Linked DNA regions of Oryctolagus cuniculus: region 1 is linked to region 2. Evidence: chromatin contacts called from public Hi-C data. All regions are on one chromosome and are shown on one strand. The core of a region is the stretch at or near the end of the contact, and the rest is flanking DNA. Distances in the headings are between cores, read along the strand shown. Region 1 holds the start of WWP1 (WW domain containing E3 ubiquitin protein ligase 1). Region 2 overlaps ATP6V0D2 (ATPase H+ transporting V0 subunit d2).

What was found. A called contact is a pair of places that touch in the nucleus more often than the background predicts.
Region 1: a contact with region 2 is called in a Hi-C map of skin fibroblasts, with 2.1 times the contacts expected there. The contact joins the promoter of WWP1 here to the enhancer-like site in region 2. A contact is called at or near these places in 5 of 6 Hi-C or Micro-C datasets (embryonic fibroblasts, liver, psoas muscle and 2 more).

Annotation. Positions count from the first base shown.
Region 1 is chr6:111,622,288-111,628,625 of mOryCun1.1, reverse strand. It overlaps WWP1 (WW domain containing E3 ubiquitin protein ligase 1), which reads right to left and starts at 5,075. Exons shown (of 22, transcript XM_051844599.2): 1 at 4,697-5,075.
Region 2 is chr6:111,439,893-111,446,741 of mOryCun1.1, reverse strand. The region is part of intron 3 of ATP6V0D2 (ATPase H+ transporting V0 subunit d2); the gene reads right to left. Among named protein-coding and RNA genes, the nearest start is that of PSKH2, 61 kb to the right of the region's middle. Within about 2 kb of position 1,876, at least 1 of the 8 cell types and tissues checked has an H3K27ac peak or open chromatin away from gene starts, as enhancers often do.

The sequences.
Region 1 (6,338 bases), core at 3,826-6,325, 180 kb before region 2:
GAGGCAATTCTTATAAATTTCAAAATCAACAGCAACTCTAGCCAGGTTTTCATTGAAACACAAATGGCGTTTGAAATTAAGCAGTTCAAAAGTTTAACACATTTCAAAGAAATAAATCCAAAATTTTCACATATAGCCTTCAACTAACATCCCATCACAGATGAAGAGTCAGAAGCTTAGTGGGAAAAGAATATTGACCTAGGAACAAAAACATACATTTTAGTTCTAGTTCTAATTTTTGCCTCAAACTAGTCATATTCCCTGGAAACTTAACTTCTTTTTAACTTATGTTGAGCCTCAGTGTATTCATCTAAAAATCAATGATGATCTCCGGACATACCTAGTTCTCAACTGCCATGAGAATCAAATGATAGAGTATATGAAGCCATTATAAAATATATACAGCCATTATGAAAATACATAAAATGTGGCCAGCGCCGCGGCTCACTAGGCTAATCCTCCGCCTTGCGGCGCCAGCACACCGGGTTCTAGTCCCGGTCGGGGCACCAGATTCTTTCCCGATTGCCCCTCTTCCAGGCCAGCTCTCTGCTGTGGCCCAGGAAGGCAGTGGAGGATGGCCCAGGTGCTTGGGCCCTGCACCCCATGGGAGACCAGGAGAAGCACCTGGCTCCTGCCATCGGATCAGCGGGGTGCGCCGGCCGCAGCGCGCCAGCCGTGGCGGCCATTGGAGGGTGAACCAACGGCAAAAGGAAGACCTTTCTCTCTGTCTCTCTCTCTCACTGTCCACTCTGCCTGTCAAAAAAAAAAAAAAATACATAAAATGCTATGCTAATGAAGGAAATAGTCTCTTAATGCCAGCAAAGAGTGAAATTCAGCTGTGAATGTGTTTCTGTCAGACAAGTTTTTCTTCATTAAACATTAGTAACTAGTTCTTTGGACACTAGTACAAGGTTAATTTATCAGGTTTTCCACTGCTAATTATCACATAATATTTTTCTGCAGAGTTAAACAGACCAGTCTTCCCAATAACTAGGGAATCAAAGTTTCCAGAACTATAACAGACAACAAACAATAACATGCCGTGGTTTCCTACCAGAGAGACAAAACAGTTACAAAAATGTCAACTGTTCACTTATCAAAATGTGCTTTAACCATAATAGTAAGAGACAGCTACTTAATCCTTTTTTAAAAATTACTGAATAGGAATTCTCATTTCATTTGTTCTGTAAAGTTTCCATTTTCAATTGCTTCGGGCTTCCTGAATGATTGAAAGGAGTATTCATAAGTAAGGCATATAGGAACAGAAAGATTAGAAAGTCCTTAAAGTTTATTTCATTTACATCACCTCCCTCTCCCTTCCCAAGCTGAGAGATATCAGGACAATAGTTATCAAGATGATCAGTGTGCTAATGCTACCTGCTCTCCCTCCACCAATTCATTCCTCAGACCTACCAGCTTTCAGGCAAAGAGAAAACAAGCGTACAGATATTACAATGAAAATCTAAGACTAAAGAATCTAAAAATGTTCAGAGCTGGAAGGGTCATTTCCTGGGATCAATTAGTCCTTACTGATGAGGTCACTTAAAGCAGTAAGTATTTCCAAGTAATGGTAAATTTGCTGTACTATCTGAATACAAGAAAGAAAACCATCTTTGTCACCCCACTCCTGATTCCACTTCACCCACCAGCAACTCTAAGGCAAATCATTTATACTCTTGGCTACTTTGTTCTATAAAATAACAAGAGACAGTATAAAATCTCTGCAAACTGTCAACCACAACACAAGCATAACACTATGTCTCTAGGTTTATACACAGTTTATCTCTACAGTAGGTCTTCTTTTCAGTGAATGGAAGAATCTGAAGCTTCTGCTATTTTAAAAAGCTCCCAGAAGCCCCCAGCCCAACTGACTGGCCAAGGGGGTTTCATGAATGAGCTTCAGGTGGTCCATGGACTCCCCTAAAATTATATCCATAAGGCATACAAGAGTACTTCAAAAATAAAATTAAAAATAATGTGAAGTAGGTGCTTGGCCTACTACTTAAGCCATCAGTTAGGACACCCACATCCCATATCACAGTGCCTGGGTTCAAGTCCCAGCTCCACTCTGATTTCAGTTCTGTTAATGCCTCTGGGAGGCAGCAGGTGATGGCTCAAGTGGCTGGGTCCCTACCACCTCCATAGGGGACCTGGATTAAATTCCTGACTCCCAGTTTCCACCTGGCCCAGCCTGCAGCTGCAAACATTGGGGAAATGAACCAGCAACTGAGAGCGGTGTCTCTCAAAAGAAATTAAAAATAAATGCACATTTTCCAAACTCTTTGAAGAGTCCTCACTGTGCCTCTGGAAGTCTTCCAGGCTAGCAGCTTTTTTAGTTAGGATTAATAAACAGCAAAAAGTTGTAAAGTAACTCACAAACACTGAGGGTCAAGTCTACAAGGATCTTGCTCAAAATGGTCCTATTCCTCCAATCTACCTGGATCCCTCTCAAATTCTGGCTATTCTATTTCCTTTTTCCTTTCCAATCCTATTACCAAAACAGCTTAGAGCCTCCCCACCTACAATTAAGACAATCAGGAAGTGTTCCTACTTCCAGGATCTCTAGTCCTCCACTCATACAAGCTGCTACCAGATTAAGCCTCTTAAAACAATAGTCTAAAATTGTTTCACTCCCAACTTAAAAATTATCTTCGGAGCCCTCAATGCTTAGGAAATTCAAGGTCATTAGCATGGCATTAAAAACAATCCACAACTAGTCCCAAGCCTTTACCAAAGCTTTATCACCCTTTATCCTAGTACAAAAACTCTGTGTTCCATTTAACCATAATTACGTGCCTCTTCCCAGATGTATGAACTTGGTGCCCTCTCAGATTCTTCTCTTTGCTTGGATTATCTTTCCCTGTCTATCCAATGTCAGTCATTCTTCAAAACTAAGATTTAGAAAGCCAGAAGTTCTCCTAACTAACTGCACCTTTCCAGAGGATCGCAACTCTACCACTTCTGAATTTAAATTCTGGTTGGATTTTTGTATCATTATGAAACTTTACTATATATTAAAAGACAAACGGGGCATTTGTGTGTATTATTCGCAGGACTGGGGACAGAAATTGTTAATTATTCTTTGTATTCCCCAAAATACCTCATGCAGTAGATGCTAAATAACTGTGCAAGGAAGGAAAAGAAATGTCAATCGTCCTGGGGTAAACAGCAAAGATTACAATCTCTTTGAAGGCAGAGACCTTATCTATGACATCCTCTATCATGTTAGTCTTCCAAAAAACAAGCATTGTAAGGACTGCTTTTCAAAACGATGGTGTTGTGGGTCTTACAAGCAGTTCTTCACTTTATGGGAAAAACACTTTGAAATGTTTGTAAGCTATGTTCCAAAGAACTATTCCACACATTTCACACTTTTCAGTTCAAGTAGCTCCCAACTCTTGGCCACTAACATCTTCAACTTAAAAATATTAACTATTTATGAAAAATAATAATTTCCAGTAACACAATATACTGCTTTATGGCTAAAAACAAGTCACATAAATAAAAGAATGCCTTTATTTTTTAAAACCTGATTTTTTGCTTGCATAATACACAGACTTGATGAGACAGGTAAAAATGGATTTAAACATAAGCATGAACTCTTGTAGAAACCTGCAGACAGCTATAAACCAGGTGTTTCAGGTAAAAATATTAAAGAGGAGAGGGGGAAGAAAGATAACTTCGGACATTAGCTTTTGCTACTATGACCATTAGCATCTTAAAGCAAAAACTCCAATCTTTATGCATATGAGCCTACACACAAAAAAGATTAAAATCTTTCCAAATAAAAAAAGGAAAACTAAAGCAAGCCCTTACAAAATATTCTGTCTTTAAGGAGTAAAAACATCAAATTTATACATAGATAACTACTGTTTTTTTGGTGTGTGTTTTTTGTTTTTGCTTTTTGGAAACGAAGCTCTCACGTAATTACCGGAGCAAAAGAAAGTCAACTCCACATCCACGGAGTAAAGAAAAGCTCTGCACAGTCCTTGTGCATATGAGGCTGGCAATTTAAATGTTGTAAAAGCAATGGACAAAGTATCAATTTAAATTTACCACCACCACTACCACCCCTCAAAAAAAAAAAAAAAGATTAAAGAAGGGGATTGAAGTCACACGTGAGGCTGGGACTGGCAAAATCTGCAAGGTCACTGAGATCTACCAGGTCACAAAAGGTAGAGGTGGGGGTTGTGTTGGGGGGGGGGGTGGCTGCGGAATCAGTGGAAAAGCCAGATTTAAAAAAAAAAAAAAAAGCACGTCAGAAAGAGACGTTCTGAGACTGGAGTCCTTGGTTTGGGACGGCGGAAGGGGGTGAAAGTCAGGGCACGGGCAGGGAGTCCGTGCTTTGAGGGAGGTGTGAGGCAGAAACGTAGAAGCAGCAGACGAGAAGGCGAAGGGAACGGGGAACTGCGGCTGCAGAGTCACGGAAACACTTCGCCCCGCTCCAGGATCATTCGCCCAGGCCTGTGCCAGGGCCAACTCCGGGCAAGACCCGTGACCCAAGCCCAGAAAACTCCAGGCCCCCCGGGCTGGAGAAGGCAGACACGGCGGCGCGAACTGTCCCCCGACGGCCCCGAGAGAGAGAGAGAGAGAGAGAGAGAGAGAGTCCCGCCCGGGGGCGGTCGGCGCCGGACTCCCCACACCGCGGCCGAGGCTCCGGGCCCGCGCCCCGCGCCCCCCGCCCCGGCGTCCTTACCCTGCGCGAAGCTGCCGGCGCCCGGCAGCGGACGGCCACAGCTGCGGCGCCTCCTCCCGCGGCGGGCGCCCTCAACCTTCCGCGCCTAAGATCGCCATCTCGCAGCAGGCGCGGCGGCGGCGGCGGCAGCGGCAGCGGCAGCCACCCAGGCGTCGGCCCCGGCAGCCCAGGCCGCCTGCAGCCACTCGAAACCCGCACGCCGCGTTTGCCGACACCCGACCCTCCCCCCACCCCCACCCCGGCCACGCGCCACCCCCGAGTCGACCCCACACCTCCCTTCCTCGGGAGCACGCCGCGTGCCCGCGTCACCGGCGCCGCGCCCAGAGCGCGCGCCCCCTCCACCCGCCCGGGCACCGCGCTACGCAGCGGCCACCTAAAGACTCCAACTCCGGAGCCGGAATCCGGCGGATTTGCGAGCATGCGCAGCAAGGGCACCCCCGCCGCCTTTAGAAGGGCCACTCCTCCGGGTCTTCTGAGCGATCGACTCGTGTGGGGGGGCGGGGGCGGGCCAGCCAATAGGGGAAGGGGGCGTGGCCTGGACCTGTGAAAGGGGTGGGGCTTCCGCAGAGGTTTGGGAAGAGGCTTTAAGCCAGTGCTAGGTACTGCTGACTTGACTTTCCGGTACTCGGCCCAACCTGCGCGTGACCTCAAGCAGGCTCCTTAGGGCACTGGCGTCCTTTTTTACGAACGCCTTACAGCGAAAGCAGGCTGTTAATAAAGTCTGCTTGACCTAGCTGAGTGCTTGACTTAGAGCCCGTTGCCAAAGTACATGCATTTAGAAGATAGACATACCAGAAGACTTGCAATTTCTGTATATTGGTAATCAAAACGTTCACAACCCACCCCTGCCCACGTCAGCCCAGTGATAAAGCTAATACATGTTGAACAAGAGTATGTGTCAGCGCAATTAGTCCCCATAACAGTCTCATCAGGTAGCGTCTATTATTTCCATCATTCACGCCGAGTCAGCCTGTTTAGGGAAGTGCCCGTGTATTGCTTTTAGAAGGCCGAGCAAATACAAGTGAGTAAGGGCCACATTACTCATGCATGAATTTCTCGAGTGTTTGCCCAAACACCTCACCTACCCCAACAAATTACCTACGTCCACACTCTCAGAGGCTTGGTGTCCCTGCTACTCTCCCAAGCGAACCTGCGCTCTGCTCCCTCTCGGGACCCTTCCTGGCACTTCTCTAACCTCACCTGTTAGCATAACCATGTTTTAAGACTTTTCTCACCTAAACTTTCCATTGACTTTAAAACTCCCTTCCTGCTCTCTCTTCTTTTGTCACAACAGAGCTTTTCGTAGAGTGGCAGTGTCATTGTTGATGCCACTCCACGAATATTTGTGGGATCCAATAAATACCTCCTGGTGGGACACATGCACATTTCCTTCCACTCCGGGGCAGGAGTGCTGACCTCTGCCTTCACACCTGAATTTGGTCCCCATTGAATCCCCGAAGATCATTCTGAATGCCCGTCTGAGCTCGTCGCTCACCCCGCTGCTTCATTCTTTGGCTCTTCCTAGCTTTCCTGAGGAAGGTTACCGCGATAGTCAAGCCCCTTTTCATGCTCATATACTCTGTTCCTCCTCTTAGGAAAAACTCCTTCCGCTTCCCTGAATGTACTCACTCATCTCTGTGCT
Region 2 (6,849 bases), core at 627-3,126:
ACCTGAGAAGTGGATATCAGCCTTTTTTTTTTTTTTTTTTTTTTTTACAGATTTATTTATTTATTTTAAAGGCAGAGCTACAGAGAGGCAGAGGCAGAGAGAAATCTTCCATCTGCTGGATCACTCCCCAAATGGACACAATGGCTGGAGCTGAGCTGATCCAAATCCAGTTGCCAGCAGCTTCTTCCAGGTCTCCCACATGGGTACAGGGGCCCAAGGACTTGGGCCATCTTCTACTGCTTTCCCAGGCCATAGCAGAGAATTGGATTGGAAGTAGAGCAGCCAGGACTAAAACCAGCAGCCATATGGGATGCTGGTACTGCAGGCAGCAGCTTTACCCACTATGCCACGGTGCTGACCCATCATCTTTATCATATTTAAAACACCAGTCATAACAGGTTTTGGAGAATCCTCTTTTTTTATTTTTTATTTTATTTTATTTTTTTTGATAAGGAAAGAAAAAAAGCACAGCCAAGAGGATAGGAAAAAAAGAATTTCAAACATCGGTGGAGTATTAAAGAGCAATCTGCTGGGGCTGGCGCTGTGGCGTAGCAGGTGAAGCCGCCACCTGCAGTGCCAGTGTCCCACGTGGGTGTCCCAGCTGCTCCACTTCCAACCCAGCTCTCTGTTATGGCCTGAGAAAGCAGTGGAAGATGGCTAGGTCACCTGGCTCCTGGCTTCGGAATGGTGCAGCTCTGGCCGTTGCGGCCATCTGGGGAGTAAACCAGCAGATGGAAGACCTCTCTGCTTCTCCTTCTCTCTGTGTAACTCTTTCAAAAAAATTGGAAAATCTTAAAAAAAAAAAAGCAATCTGCTAATTGCTATGAAAATCTAAAGCCTGTATATCCTTTAATAAAGCAGTTTCACTTTTGAGAATCCATCCTAGAGAAATTATTTTAGCAGAAGAAAGTGAAGGTAAATGTGCAATGCTATCTGTTGCTGCTCTACCTGAAATATCAAAGAAATGAACCAACATAGATGGACATAGATGGATCATTAAATAAATTGTGGTATATGAACACAATGGAGTACAATGTAGTCACTAAATAAGGTAGATCTATATATATACACACTTATGTGGAAAATTCATAGCAGGTTACATTAAAAAACTGTAATCCATAAACTATACTTTGGAAATTTATATTTACTAAATAAAAGGTAAAAAAAAAATCCAGAAATAAACTCACAATAGTATGACCAAAAAAAAAAAAAAAAAAGGACGAACTGTAGACAATACATAACATTGTCCCTCTGTTCTAGAACAAACCATAAAAGCAACTATTTCTATTTATGTTACACATAAACATATGCATATTTATAAAATGTTTTCACATAGAAAAAAATGGGAAAGATATGCATCAAAACTCATCGGTGGTTTATTTCTGAGTTTTGGGACTTGGGTCCTAAAATATCATCTTTACTTAATCTGTTTCCTTATTTCTAAAGTGCCACCTTATAAGGTTGTTGTGAGAATTAAATGAAAATAATATATGTGAAATTATAATACTGACTTGTAACAAGCACTAAATACATTTCAGCAAAATTTCTTTCCTTTTTTTAAAAACACACACACACATTTCTTTTCAAATAAAATAATTCTCAAGGTAAAATAAAATTAGAGCAATGGATATCTGGATCAGTATCAATGTGGATTTCAGCCTGTTCCAAAAAAACAAGCTTATGGTTCTGCCTTAAATCCGACAACAATCGCTGGGGAGGGTAACTGGGATCGCTCTTGCCCCCTGGTGGTTGCTTGATGCCTAGCCGGAAAGGTTACAAAGCTTTAAGGAAAGAACATGCCTACCTTGACCCTGATTTGATACACTGCCATAGAACTCTTGTAGCAACCGCATCTTAAGCTGATTCACATCTATTTCTTTAACCTCCTTAATCTTCAATTGCTAATTTTGCTAACATCCTTTGACATCAGTAGCCCAACAGCAGTACCAGTTAAACCTGTTTTCTTTTTTTCTTGCTGGATTTGCTTCAGTCCAGACATATCCAAGTGCAAGCACAGCCCCATCCTTCAAGCCTTAGCTTGGGCATCACCACCTCTGCAACATTTTGTCACTCTCATAAGTGAACATTATGCTCCATCACACAAATAACCTTAGCTACAGTTTTAAGCAGGTGTGCATCTCTAGTAGGGGTGTATCTCTGTGGATATATAATGTTTAAATATGCATTTTTTCTTTTTTTTTTAAATAAAAAGATTCGTTTATTTGAAAGGCAGAGTTACAAAGAGAGGGATAGGTAGAGGTAGAGAAAAATCCTCCTTCTGCTGGTTCACCCCCCAAATGGCTGCAATGGCTGGGGCTGGGCCAGGCCCAGTTCAGGAGCCAAGAGGTTCATCTGGGTTTCCCATGTTGGGGTAGGTTCCCACGGACTTGGGTCATCCTCCTCTGCTTTCCCAGGCACACTGGATTGGAAGTGGAGCATCCAGGACTGGAATCTGTGTCCATATGGCATGTTGGCCCTGCAAGTATTGACTCAACCTGTTACCCAAATCACCAACCCCAAAATATTTGCCTTTTGATCTAGTATATTTGCTTTTTCTTTTTAGATTTTTTTTTGAAACCTCATGCTTGTCTCCCCTACAGATGGTCCAAGCTCTTGGGCCACCCTCCACTGCCCTCCCGGGTGCATTATCAGGAAACTGAGTCAGAAGCTGAGCAGCTGGGATTCAAGTGGCACTCCAGTATAGCATGCTGGAGTTGCAAGTAGATGCTTAACCTGTTGTGTCATGTATTTTTTCCAATCAGGCGGTTTTATAGGTGGGCAATCTATGCAGTCACACAGGACCCCATGTTTGGTCCTGCTAGTGTTCCCTTGAAATCACTGAACATGTTTTAAAATAGGGGACCCTGTATTTTCATTTGTACTCAGCTTCACAAAATACAATTTAAATAAAACACACAACTTTGCATTGTATAAAATCACTATTTCTCTATTACCAATGAGGATATCAAGGCTTGGAGTGACTATGAGACTGTTGTTGAGGTCCCACAGCTGGTATATTATGGACCCAGGGGAAAGTTTACTTACTGGTTGTAAGAGTTTCTCATTTTCACCATTGTCATTTGGAGGGCTTTTTTTTTTTTTTTTGGCTCACTCCCCAACCAGTCACATCTGCCGGGGCTGGGCCGGGCTGAAACCAGGAGCCCAAAACTCCATTTGGATCTCTGACATGGGTGGTAGAGGAAGAGTACAATTCACAGACTACATTCCAGGACTTACTTCATTATAATGTTTAGAAACATGGTCTTGGAATCTGCACCTTAAATAACTCTTCCACCAGTTGGAGAACAAAGTCCATATTCATTTCATTTCTAATGTTAGAATGTAGCATAGGCCTTCACTCATAGCAGTTGCTTAATAATGTTCTGCTGATTAAGTGATTATCATTCCATAGCAGATAGGCCAAGTATTGCTCTTTCACAACAGCTCCTGTGCTTCTCGGTTCACAAAGTGCTTGAGAGTTTTAAACATTGCAGGCCTAACCAGCAACTGTAGATGAGGCACTTTTGCCTTATGCTTGCTCCCCACTGAGTCTCTGGATGCAAAGCCCTTACAGCAGCCAATCTTGAAGACTCAGAAGAGATTTTTCTGGCCAGAGATTCAGTATTACAAATGAATACAGGTGCCAAATAGTTAACCTCATAATATTATTGGGAATTTGATTGTTATAAATCACAATTCAGCTGATAAAATACTATGTTCTATGCAAGAGTTTGAGATAAAGAAAACACAAAACTCAATACACTGAAGATGTTCATGATGATGGAAGGCCATATCATTTATAGAAAAAATAAGAGTCAAAGTTAGAACTGACAGTGATTTTAGTTCTTAGATATACAGACAACAAGCAGTGGAAGTTGTGGTGCGGTGGTTTAAGTCAGTGCCTGGTATACACGTATCCCATATTGGCATGCTGGTTTGCCACCCAGCTACACAGTTTTTGATCCAGTTTCCAGTTAATGTACCTGGAAGGCAGCAGATTATGGCCCAAGTACTTGGGTCCCTGCCACCCATGTGGGAGATCTGGATGGAGTTACTAGCTCCTGATTTTGGCCTGGCCCAGGCCTGACTATTGTAGGCATTTGAGGGAGTGAACCATCAAATGGAAAATCTCTCTCTCTCTCTTTTAAGTAGAAGAAAATAGATAAAAGAATGTATTATATAGAAAAAGAGTATGGTGATATGCCAAATGAAGGTGGGATTAAGGGTGAATTGCTTTTCTGTAATTTTCAGTGGATTTCCTATTCTATTTTTAAAGATTTATTTATTTGAAATGCAGAGTTACACACACAGAGAGAGAGAGAGAGAGAGAGAGTGAGTGAGAGAGAGAAATCTTCCATTTGTTCACTCCCCAGATGGCTGCAACGGCCGGTGCTGAGCCAAGCTGAAACCAGGAGCAAGGAGCTTCTTCCCGGTCTCCTACATGTGTATAGGGGCCCAAGCACTTGGGCCATTCTCCACTGCTTTTCCAGGAACATCAGCAGGGAGGTGGATCAGAAGTGGAGCAGCAGGGAATCCAGCTGGCACCCACATGGGATGCCAGCCTGACAGGTGGCTGCTTAATCTGCTACGCCACAATGCTGGCCTCTCCTATTCTTTTTTATTAAAAAAAATTAAAACCTTTGCCTTACTTGCAAATCCTCTTTTTCCTCATCTTAGAACACCTAGGTATCATTTCTTGCTTTCTTTCACTCATCATATATCAAGATACTTAATTCTGATAAGTCTACCTCAACTATGCATCTAAACATTGTCCCCTCCTCCAAAAAGGAAACCTGTTGAAGTGAAATGGACACTGTGAGAAACAATGACTTGATAAGCCCTTGTCCTGACTGTTGAGGAACAACTTAATACTTTGTCCCTTTTAGTACTTTTTTGTTCTACTTATAATTTTTTTTTTTTGACAGGCAGAGTTAGACAGTGAGAGACAGAGAGAAAGGTCTTCCTTCCCTTGGTTCACCCCCCCCCCCCCAATGGCTGCTACGGCTGGCGTGCTGCGCCCATCCGAAGCCAGGAGCCAGGTGCTTCTCCTGGTCTCCCATGCGGGTGCAGTGCCCAAGCACTTGGGCCATCCTCCACTGCCTTCCTGGGCCACAGCAGAGAGCTGGCCTGGAAGAGGAGCAACCGGGACAGAATCCGGCTCCCCAACTGGGACTAGAACCCCGGGGTGCCAGCGCCACAGGTGGAGGATTAGCCTAGTGAGCCACGGCGCCGGCCCTCTTTGTTCTACTTAATACTATTGGTTGAACTCTTTAATTAACACACAATTATTCTTAGGTGTTTAAATTTAACTGAAAAGTGATCCCTGTTAAATATAAGAGTGGGAATAAGAGAAGGAGGAGATGTACATGCTCAATCAGACTTGCCCTAAACGGTAGAGTTAGAGACGGGCCATGGAATTCCAATTCAATCCCATCAAGGTGGCATGCACCAATGCCATCTCACTAGTCAAAGTGATCAGTTTCAGTTCACAATGGATCATAATGATAGGATTAAGAGTCAAAGAGATCACATAAATAAGACAAGTGTCTGCTAATACTAACTGATAGAATTAAAAAGGAGAGAACAATCCAACGTGGGAAGCAGGATACACAGCAGGCTCAGAATGGCAGATGTCCTAAACAGCACTCTGGCCTCAGAATCAGCCCTTAAGGCATTCGGATCTATCTAAAAAGCCCATGAGAGTATTTCAGGCATGGAAAGCCAAGACACTCTGGAAAAACAAAACAAAAAAACAAACAAACAAACAAAAACCACTAAAAGAAAGATCTCTGCGAGTGAGATCCCAGTGGAAAGAACGGGCCATCAAAGAAGGAGGTACCTTTCTCTGAAAAGAGGAGAGAACTTCCACTTTGCCTATGACCTTGTCTAAATAAGATCAGAGTTGGTGAACTCAAGAGGCTTCCGTAGCCTTGGCAACTCATGACAACAGCCTTGGTGATTACTGACACCATAAACAAGAGTGTCAATTGTTAAATAGACAACAGGAGTCACTGTGCACCTACTCCCCATGTAGGATCTCTGTCTTTAATGTGTTGTACTATGTGAATTAATGGTATAACTAGTACTCAAATAGTGCTTTACACTTTGTGTTTCTGTGTGGGTGCAAACTGTTGAAATCTTTACTTAGTATACACTAAATTGATCTTCTGTATATAAAGATAATTGAAAATGAATCTTGGCTGGCGCCGTGGCTCACTAGGCTAATCCTCTGCCTTGCGGCGCCGGCACACCGGGTTCTAGTCCCGGTCGGGGCACCGGATTCTGTCCCGGTTGCCTCTCTTCCAGGCCAGCTCTCTGCTGTGGCCAGGGAGTACAGTGGAGGATGGCCCAAGTGCTTGGGCCCTGCACCATCATGGGAGACCAGGAGAAGCACCTGGCTCCTGCCATCAGATCAGCGTGGTACGCCGGCCGCAGCACGCTGGCCGTGGCGGCCATTGGAGGGTGAACTAACGGCAAAGGAAGACCTTTCTCTCTGTCTCCCTCTCTCTCTCTCACTGTCCACTCTGCCTGTCAAAAAAAAAAAAAAAAAAAAGAAAATGAATCTTGATGTGAATGGGATGGGAGAGGGAAAGGGAGATAGGATAGTTGCAGATGGGAGGGAGGTTATGGGGGAGAAAAGCCACTGTAATCCAAAAGCTATACTTTGGAAATTTATATTTATTAAATAAAAGTTAAAAAAAAACATTGTCCCCTCCTTATCTCTGTGCTTGATATTTCCAGTCTAAATTTTCTCAATAGCTTCTTCTTTAAATCTGATGGAATATATGTTTTATAAAACCAGCAGAATCACTTTCCTAAAATATACATAAGATCAGTCCCCTCACTTTG